Linked DNA regions of Rattus norvegicus: region 2 is linked to region 1. The links are chromatin contacts, called in public Hi-C maps. All regions are on one chromosome and are shown on one strand. The core of a region is the stretch at or near the end of the contact, and the rest is flanking DNA. Distances in the headings are between cores, read along the strand shown.

Region 1 (4,877 bases), core at 1,156-3,655:
GCTGAGCTTGTGTTCCAGTCCCTTCACTAGAAGCTTTGCCCGTTTACAGAAGATGGCCAGTGCAGGCTCCATATTCCCCATTATTAGGAGTCTTAGGTAGGGTCACACTCATAGATTCTTGGGAATTTCATCGCACTAGGTTTCTGTCTCGCCCTGAAATGCCCCCCAAAAGTCATCTCACCCATTAGCATCTCCCCCCATCCTCCCCTAACCTGAACCCTTCTGTCCCCATGCTCACGTTCCTCCAGTCCACCTTCCCTATGTATTCTTAGTAGTAAATGCAGGATGGCTCTATATGCTTACATACAAGCCAGGGTGGCTTACACCAGAGTAGAGATGACTAACTAAAGCCTGACTAACAACACAAAGGGGCATATGTAACTGGGCCTCCTGTTTAGGTAATAGGAAAAGCCCAGTGTGTGGGAAATAAAAAGAGCTGTATGCAGTTAGATTAAAAAAAATAAAATATTATAGTAGTTCCTAATAGTACACACTTCATCTGCCCCAAGGGTATTTATACCTGATATAAAGGAAACACTTGAAGACTAGGATTATTGGCCCCCAACTTAGGAGTACTCTCAGGGAGGGAAATACAGCTATAGTTATATCCTTCAGATTCAAGGAATAATGGAGCTCCTGTGCTTTTACTAGACCTGTTAGGAATGGCCCCATCAGGGTCCATGACCACCCGTTCCACTGCAGTAGGTATCACCAAATCAGCATAGCCAGCTCTCTACTACATTATCAGTCAGGAGTAGTATGGGTGAATACCAAATGCGTTATTCAAAGGGTTAAGGCTGGGGTGGGTACAAACGAGCGCCAACAGATGATATGCCAAGAGTACCAACTCATTTCTTCAGTATAGATTAATAATATGTAGTGAAAGTGAAGAGGAGAGAATGAAATAGAGTAAGTTGAGAAAAACCAATTATTACACCCTGGTTTATTGATTTTTTTTTTAGTGATTTACGTAAAGGACTACTGTGCCGTCTATTTGCCAACCACTACGTCTCATCCCTTGCTACCTGAGCAGAGTGACCTGGGGAAGCAGATGAAACAATAGGTCATTGGCCTTAACGACTTGCTGACTGCTGTGTACATTTCTGTAAAATCTTCCTTGTTTGTTCACACCACCATCCCCCCCCAGAAGGTTTAGAGTACAAACCTTCAGAGAATACAAAGTGAACCTGGGACCGGGGCCCTTCAGGAACCATCCTGGTTCTGATCGCCTTGTGACACCTCGGTTCCACTCATACTGGTGTAAGGGCGCTTCCTCAGGAAACTTCCCACAATGAAAGTACGTCCCTGGAAGTGGGCTCCGAGAGTGAAAGGCCGCACCGCACTCACAGTTCACCATCTCTGCTTCGTGCCCGTGGCTCAAGGCGAGAGCTCCAGCGGATAGACTTGCCAACCTGACGTGCCATCCCGACCATCGTACCCCTCTGGAACCCTAAGTAAAAATGTTAACTCTTTCTTCTTTAAGTTGGGCAGGGCATTTTGTCACGGCAACCAGAAAAGTAACCAGTACCTAGCTCGAATGGCAAGCTTGTATTACCAGCATCTTTCCACAAATCTGTATCTAACTCCCATCTATTAAGGAGCTGTGGAAAGCCCGTACTACTAGACATAGTCAAGACTACATGCAAGCACAGCCAGGAGTGACCGACAACGTGTCCTACCCGGACTCTTGTTCGCATGCATACTCTATTGATCCATTGAAATTTGCCGATGCTATTGCTTCCTGATACAAGAAGCTGGGTCCTGAAACTCACCCTGTAGATCGGGCTGGTCTCAAACAGAGGTCTGCCTTCCTCTGCCACCGGAGTGCTGGGATTAAAGGTGTGTGCCACCACCACCCCCCCGGCTGGACTTTCTTTACGCAAATTCAAATATATTTTCAAGATGCCAACAGCAGAGCATAAAACAAATGCCAAATCCTTCTGAATGTGGATCCCTGGGTGATTGCACCATAAGGCAAGGGTAAGCAACTGCTTCCTGAGGCTCACTCCAAGGGAGAAAATAAATGCTCCTTTTCTCTAGAAAATGCAAGCACGGACATCTGCCTTCATGGACTCATGAGTACTAAGCGCATTAAGACATTATAAGTTGTTAGTTATGATATAGATTTAGGTAAAGTAGAAGAAACAAGAGCATCGGAAGATAAAACAAGGCCCTTCAAGTAACTGACGCCATTGTAATGAATGGAGGACACCTAAAGACAGTCTTGTTGACCTCAAGGAACTCACACACATAACAGAGTGATGAGCTGTCACATAACTTGTTGTAAGTGGTGTAAGTCAGGTAGGCCAGAGGCTGTAAAGAGACTGCATTTGATACCTCCTCTGAGGGACAGACACAGCCATTATTACATAGCGGGCAGGCCCTACTGGGGAAATGTTGTGACCTTCTCTACCCTCTAGGGGGCGCTCAAGGTCTTCTCTGCTGATATCTTGAAGGAACTTGTCTTTCCAGAGAGAAGGCCCCTTAGAATTAGCTTAAGGCTCTGGTGTCTGCTGGAATCTCTTCTTTCAGGTGTTTGCTTTTGAGCTGCTCACCATTCGGTTCCCATGGTGCTGGCGCATGCAGGTGGCACATGCTGCTGCTAGTCTGGCTTTCCCCACTCCTTGGAAAAGCTGTCGTTCCACTTAGAAGACTAAGCAAGAACCAGAGGACAGCCTCTTGTGCAGAAAAAGACTCATCTAGGAAAGGTTTTGAGCTTAAGACAGATCATAAGATGGTTTAGGGTGAGGTTTGTTTAGGTTTGTCTTTCGGTTTGTTTGGTTGGTTGGTTGGTTTGGTTTTTGTAACTTGTTTTGTTGTTTGTTTGTTTGTTTGTTTTCTGCATTCTAAATGATGATGTTTGCCAAGGTACTGAGAGGAAATGGCAGGATGGAGTTCAGAAGTTTGAAACTCAAACATATCCAGCACTCCATGGCCAAGAGTTGGTTCTAGATCTTGCTTTCACTAATGTTTCATGACTATACCCTGGATTTGAAGTTGCAAAACTCTCCTGATTCTTGAGGAAAAAATGCATGAGGATGTTCTAAAATTTCTCTTATTCACAAAAGCAACTACATTTCATTGGAAGATATTTCTCTGATTTCTAAATTAAACCCCATTTTCATCTCTTGCATCTTTTTTATTGTATTTGTAAACCTGTGCTTGAGCAGTCTAGGACAGAAGGAGTCCTAGGGTAGTTTCTGGCTATCTTGCCAGAAAGCTAAGGAGTTTTGTATTGTTGTATCCTCCTTCCCCCAAAGAGATTCATGCCCTAAGTTTGATTTAAATGTAGTTTTCCCTTGTCAATTCAAGAATCAAACTGTCTAGGGATGGCGTGAAGAGAGCCAGTTCCAAAGGAAGCAGTGGCTAGGAAATGTACTTGTTTAACAAGGAATTCCAACTGGTTCCTTGCTGTATCAGTAGAAGTAGCTGAGCCTATGCCTCTATGCCTTTTGTTTTTGTTTATATTTTGTTTGCTGGAGAAGCTGATTATGTTAGATGTCAGTGTTCTGAAACAATTCAGTCACTGTACATGAGAAATGACTTCAAGGTGCTGGGAGACTGAAGAGGAGACAGATCCAGCTTTACATAGAGTGCAATTAATTTACTGAGAAGTGTGATTTTACACTCAGAGGTGTGATTTGGGGGAGCAGAAAAATCTGGTAAAGTTCGAGCAGTTTGGATCAGAAAGAGGCATTTATTTGTTAGGACAAAGGTAACTTCATCCGACCCATAATGTAACTGGCTTACATTAGCTAATACCAGTGAGTCAGGAACATTCCTGGTGCTTGTCTATATATAATGCTAAAAGAATAGGATAGATGATAGCGATAGATAGATAGATGATAGATAGATAGATAGATAGATAGATAGATAGATAGATAGATAGATGATGGATAGATAGATGATGGATAGATAGACAGACAGATAGATAGATAGATAGACAGACAGACAGACAGACAGACAGATAGATAGATAGATAGATAATGGATGGATAGATAGATAGATAGATGATGGATAGATAGATAGTAGATTATGGTGACAATTTTAGAGTTTTGGTTTCTTTAAAAACATAGAAATATTATAAAAATGTTTGTGTTTTAATCTCAGGTGAGGGATATGGGCCTGCTTCAGATTAATCACAGCAGCTAACTATGATTTGCCTCATGCTGTAACAAGGGTGTGATTTTACTAGTGGCAAATAGTTCCTGGAATTTGGAATTTGAAGGGCTTTTCAGAGATTATATAAATGCTGGGGCCCTGGGGTGGCATGTTACTGTTGGGTTGGTTGTTGGTTGCTATTGATCTCCATGGTTTTTTAAGTAGCCATGCACAAAGAAGAAAGAAGAAGAAATTAGATATTGATGGCTAAGATCAAACTTGCCCCAAGCAACTCGACACTCCTAACCAGCAGGAAGTAGTCTAATGACAATACCGCCCCCTTTCCTTTCTATCCTTTTTCCCCCTCTCCTATCTCGTGTTAGAGGGTTGAAAGGGTAGAAAGGGGGTGGGGAAAGGAGGAAGAAAGAAGAACCTACAAAGTGGCAAAGATGGCCTACAATGGTTTTCTGGGAAATTATGTAGGGAAAAGCTGACTGGTTATACAGGCAAGGTGGTATTGTGATTCTCTATGGCTCTAGTCATGTAAGGCTAAATCCATACAACTGGCCACAAGGCAGTGCCTTGGACATTTGCCAAGCAGACTATCAGAAAGTAATATTGAAAGAACTTGCTTTGTATGAGGTGTTGTATGAGGTAAATTGTCCCAGAGCAAATGGTGGAGATCTGGCTATGTTCCTAGACCCCCTCTTTCTCCATTCTCATCTCGACCCCTATGCAAATGGCTTGACTATGCTGAAGTCCAGGCCTCTTGCTGT
Region 2 (5,077 bases), core at 174-2,673, 54 kb after region 1:
TGGTTGGTATTGTTGTTCTTATGGGGTTGTAAGCCCCTTCAGCTCCTTCAACCCTTTCTCTAATTCCTCCAACAAGGATCCTGTTCTCATTTCAATGGTTTGCTACAGCAGCCATTCTTACATCCCTGTACCTTTCTTTGATGTCATTGGGTAATTTGCCACAATTTTGGAAGCCATACAGTTTTTCATGAGCAAGTCAGATCGATTGCCTTTCTATCATTAAGATGCATTTAGTATAATTGAATAAGATATAGTTTATTACTAATACACAAAAAAAAATCAACTCCCAATTAATTTTAAACATCCTGGTACTGGGCTGGCAAGATGGTTCAGTGGTTAAAGATGCTTGCCATCTTGAGTTCAGTCCTTGAGACCCAAGCCCTGGAAGTACAACCCTTCCCCCAAAATTGTCCTTTTGAGGTTTACATGTGGGCACTCGAACACATATGCGCACATTTTAAAAAATTGGTATTGAGATTACAGACTAGTCCACTTATTCTTATCCCTCTGCCCCGTGTGCTTTTGGTCAGTAGCTTATCCTCCCCAAACACTAAAGCAGTAGTTTTCCAACCTGTGATGAGAATCCATAGTGGGAAGATGGGGTGGGCTGAAGGTGTCTTTTTTAACCCTACAAAAGACTAAAGTTCTCCGGCTGAGTGTAATTTGTAGGTAGTGCTAAACCGAGTCTCATTTATTTTGGGCTTCCCAGATAAGGGCTTCTCTGTGTAGTATGTTGTATTTATTTGTTTACTTACTTATTTTCAAGACAGGATTTCTCTGCGTAGCCCTGGCTGTCCTGGAACTCGCTTTGTAGACAAGGCTGGCCTTGGACTCATAGGTATCTGCCTGCCTCTTCCTCTTGAGTGCAGTGATTAAACGCAGAGTGCTACCATTGCCCTGCTGGAATCACGCTTGAGGAAACTAAACAGAACTGGAAGTCAGTCAAATCCCTAGAGCTTTATGCAGAACTTTTTCATCCCTTCGGCCATTCGAAGATGGACAGGGCCATCAACCAATTAGCAGTTTGGATGAGAGCGGACAGACAGGCCCCTCCCGCCCCGCCCACAGAATATAAACAAAACGCTTTCCTTTAGTAATAATAGCGGGCTTTTAAGGCACAGCCCAATACTTTTTTTAAACGAAAACAAGCAAACAAACAAACAAACAAAAATCGCATTCAATGCTTCGCGTTGAAGAGGTTGGTCACGTTAGCTCTGAAGTCTGAATCAGTCTCCGCCCCACTCAAGCAACACAGAGGAGGCGGCACTCTCAGAACTCTGCGCCCTCCTAATACATCACTTCCGCCCGGCGACCTTCTCTTATGTCACTTCCGCCCTCTTCTTGCAGTGTATGGGACGAAGTTGAAGCAACTTCCTTTTCTTTTTCCCTACTTCCTCTCCCTGCCTCCGCCTCCGTGAAGCTCAATCCCTCTTGGAGCAGGTCCGAAATGAGGGATTGAATCCCGCACCGCCCTTCGTAAATAACCCCTGGAAGCTGCGCGCCCGCGGCGGGAGTTGCTAGAGCCCAGGTTTGCTCTGTTGTCCGGTGCTCCTGGGCCCTGAGTGGCGAGGTCCCATCTTCCCGGCCTGTGGCTTGCCACGCCGGAGGTTGCGGCCAGCGCTTTCCATTCAAGTTGCGCTCCCTCCTCATCTCTTGTTTCCTCTCTTTCCAGGCGAGATCCAACTCAGATTGCTGCTTGCCATAGGTTCCTTGTCCTGGAGTTTGAATTGGAAGCCGGCGGGGTGTAGACTCGTGATGGTCGCGTTTCTCGCGATCTAGCATCCATTCCTCCTCCTTTAAGCATCGGAACCAGTCAGGTAGGAAATATTGAAAGTGCACCCCGACTGAACAAATAAAGAAACGGGAATTGTTAACAAATTCGTCTCTTAAGGCAACCCGGCTGCCCAAGGAAGCGCTGGCGTGCTCACCTAGGTCTGACATCTCTAGAACTGCTCAGTGAGCCTTGAAAAAGCTTTGCAAAGAGAAGGCTTGCGTTTCTGGGTGCTCAGTGTTTATCTGACATTATGCTAAATTGTTTCTATAGTTAATGTCATCCATTCGTTGCAGTAAGTCTAGCAAGCATGTTGTTCCTGGTTTAGGAAACTAAGGTTTGGAGACAACCGACTTGTTTAGGATTCATGACTTAACTAATATTTCCCACGTCTCTTTCAGCCCTGAGTCTTGGAATACCTTAATCTTAATCTCTGTCATAAATAAACCATTCTCCTTTTGATTTTTTGTTTTGGTGTCTCAGGAAGTGAGAGTCCTGAAATTTATTCATAGCGTCTCTATTCTTTGATTCGTATTTTATTTGTTATTAGCATCTTATGTAGAAACCTTTAATCCTGTCAATCCCACTCCTCACAGATTTTTTTTTTCCCTTCCGTGTCTGTCCCTGGATTTAGGATTGGTGGTTTTTGCCGTGGAATTAGTAGATTTGGGTTACAGAGTTGTCCAGAAAAAAAAATTACTAGTTTTTATATACAAGTACTCTATATTGTGGCTTACCTACTTATCTTGATTCAGTTCATGGTTTGTTTTTTTTTTTTTTTTTTTAATTTTTGTTTCTGTTTTTTTTTTTTCATTCAGAAAAAATAGCTGTCATCTTATACCAAGATGTCAGGGATTGGAAATAAAAGAGCGGCTGGAGAGCCAGGCACATCTGTGCCCCCAGAGAAGAAGACAGCTGTCGAAGATTCAGGGACCACAGTGGAAACAATTAAACTAGGAGGTGTCTCTTCAACGGTACGAGAAAACGATATCGTGAAAGTGTGCTTGGCTTCTGTCTGTTGTTTCCTGAAAGTAAAAGTCGATGGAAGCTTTTTGAATTAGGAGAGAAGCATTGGAAAAGAAGAGGGGAATGGGTGAATTGATGTGGTGGCCAGTTCTTAATGTGAGGTGTACTCAAGTTTGATCTGTATTTGCAGGATGTGCCTCTGGGGTTTTTTGAGAGTCTGACTACAGTAGTCTTTGTTATAGTTAACACTTTTCCCTTACTGAAAATGTGGTGCCATGTTCTGAGAGGCACTGTAGCAAAGCCTTTGAGAGTGCCAGTGCTAAATGAGAGTGAGATCCGAGTGCCCAGGGGGTACTCTCAGCCATCCTGTATTAACTACCTTGTGCCTGTGCTTCTTGTGAGATGAATCTGTAGTTCCTGTGTGGGACATTGGGTTATGATGGAGACAAAAAGGAGATCCCTGTAAAGAGTTAAAACGTTGTCTTTTTAACACGGTATGCACTCACAAGAGTGAGCTACTAGTTGTTATTGGGCTGTGTAATGTGATACACAAATAGTGGTTTTTTTTTTAACAGTAGTATCTTTTACACATGAGAAACTTAGCGGTTTTGATGTGGACAGGATTCTGTCTTTGGAATTTGGTCAAGGGACTATAGCGTGCACATGCTTTCCAGTTGTGTTTCTTGTGTATATTGAGGCCGGGGTTCGGAGAAGTTGATTTTATTTTTCAGTCATGACAAGATCCTACGTAATAAATTGTTAATGAAGTGTCATTTAGGGAGATGACCTGTCCATCTTGGTGCCAGAAGGTGGTTTTGTCTTAGCAGTGTGCACCCTAAGTGCATTTATGCCAATGCAATGGCGTGTATGCCATAGGGAGTGACTGTGTTATTTGCTGGTGGCTATGCTTTACAGCCCTTACCCTTTAGTGTCCAGTGTGGAACCAACAGGAAAATAGATGGATGGATGAAAGGAAAGCAAAGTGAATATTCCAGCTTGCACTTTAGTCAGAGCTGAATACGGAGCCCCCAGAGGCTCCTGTGGGAGGAAAAAGATAATCACAAGCACTTAGCAGAATTGTTCCTCTCGTTTTCCTGCTCCCCACATCCACTGACAGCCTCATGTTTCCAAGGGTGAGGATCTGCTTCCTCCCTGTGCTGAAGACACTAATAAAGAAGAGTAATATATAAGTATTAGACAAAGGCTGAGGGTAGATCTCAGCGGTAGAGTACTTGCCTGGTATGTGGTAAGGCCTTAGGTTTAATCCCTGGCCCTGAATAGTGTGTGTGTGTGTGTGTGTGTGTGTGTGTGTGTGTTCGTGTTCACATGCATGGGCATGGGCAAACTGGGATCTCACACTTTCCTCCAAGGCTCCAAGTACAAGGAAAATAGTTGATATGTGATCACACGTGTATCAGTGCACAGCTGGTTAAATAGTTGGATACAAAATGACCCAGTCACTGGGACTGTTGTCTTAACTGTAAGCTTGACTGAAAAGATGCCCAAGTCACTAATGATGGGTAGTCTGAAGGTCTGTGAAGGTGTCCAGATCCTCCACCATGGAGCTCTTGGTGTGAGTGACTGTGGCAGGGAGGAGATGTTAGCTGTGCTGGGAGCCTGGGTGACCAGGTCTGATTCTGAGGCCTGCATGGTGCCTGTCTGTTTGCTGTCAGCCATGAAGGTAAAGAACCTCCTCTAACACATCTACCACAGAGCCAAGCAGCCATGGATCAAACACTCCAAAATCATGAGTCAAAAGAAATCTCTTGGGGCTGGAGAGATGGCTCAGTGGTTCAGAGCACTGACTGTTCTTCCAGATGTCCTGAGTTCAGTTCTCAGCACCACATGGTGGATCATAACCGTCTGTAATGGGATCTGATGCCCTCTTCTGGTTTTACAATGACCCAGCTGAGGTTTGGAAACATGAAAAATGAGAATCCAAGGGATTCTTGAGTTGTGAACGCTGGCTGTCCACTCCAGCTGCCAAACCTGGCTGTCTGACGAAACAGCATTAGAAATATTTGCTACAGACAGAAGGACATTCGAGTTGCCTGAGCGAGAGATACTGTGAAGTGAATAAGGATTGGGGAGTAAGGTTTTTCTTACTGTGCTCGGGAAGAGTATAGGAGGAGTGTGTAGGAGCTGTGGAGAACGAATCAGTTTGTTTTGGTTTGAATATTAAAGTTTAGAAATTGGATATAGCATTGGGTACAGTAACTTTAACTGTGGAATCAAGCCTGGAGAAGCCAAATGAAGAATGTATTCGTTGGAGTGAAGGGAGACATTGCATTTAGCAATAGGTACTTCACTGAAGACTGAATAGCTGTGCTGAGGTAGTGG

Evidence for each region. A called contact is a pair of places that touch in the nucleus more often than the background predicts.
Region 2: a Hi-C map of liver shows a contact between it and region 1, with 3 times the contacts expected there. The contact joins the promoter of Rnf20 here to the enhancer-like site in region 1. A contact is called at or near these places in 12 of 12 Hi-C or Micro-C datasets (the A7r5 cell line, the Rat2 cell line, Schwann cells and 7 more) and 1 of 1 datasets of contacts at active chromatin or transcription factors (oligodendrocytes).

The regions. Positions count from the first base shown.
Region 1 is chr5:68,714,761-68,719,637 of GRCr8, forward strand. It overlaps LOC134478967 (a long non-coding RNA gene), which reads left to right. Exons shown (of 2, transcript XR_010051798.1): 2 at 963-4,877. Among named protein-coding and RNA genes, the nearest start is that of Pgap4, 12 kb to the right of the region's middle. Within about 2 kb of position 2,406, at least 2 of the 93 cell types and tissues checked have an H3K27ac peak or open chromatin away from gene starts, as enhancers often do. A contact at or near this core is called in liver, where this site is marked.
Region 2 is chr5:68,770,192-68,775,268 of GRCr8, forward strand. Rnf20 (ring finger protein 20) reads left to right here and starts at 1,424. Exons shown (of 20, transcript NM_001107929.2): 1 at 1,424-1,817; 2 at 2,590-2,745. The coding sequence starts at 2,617.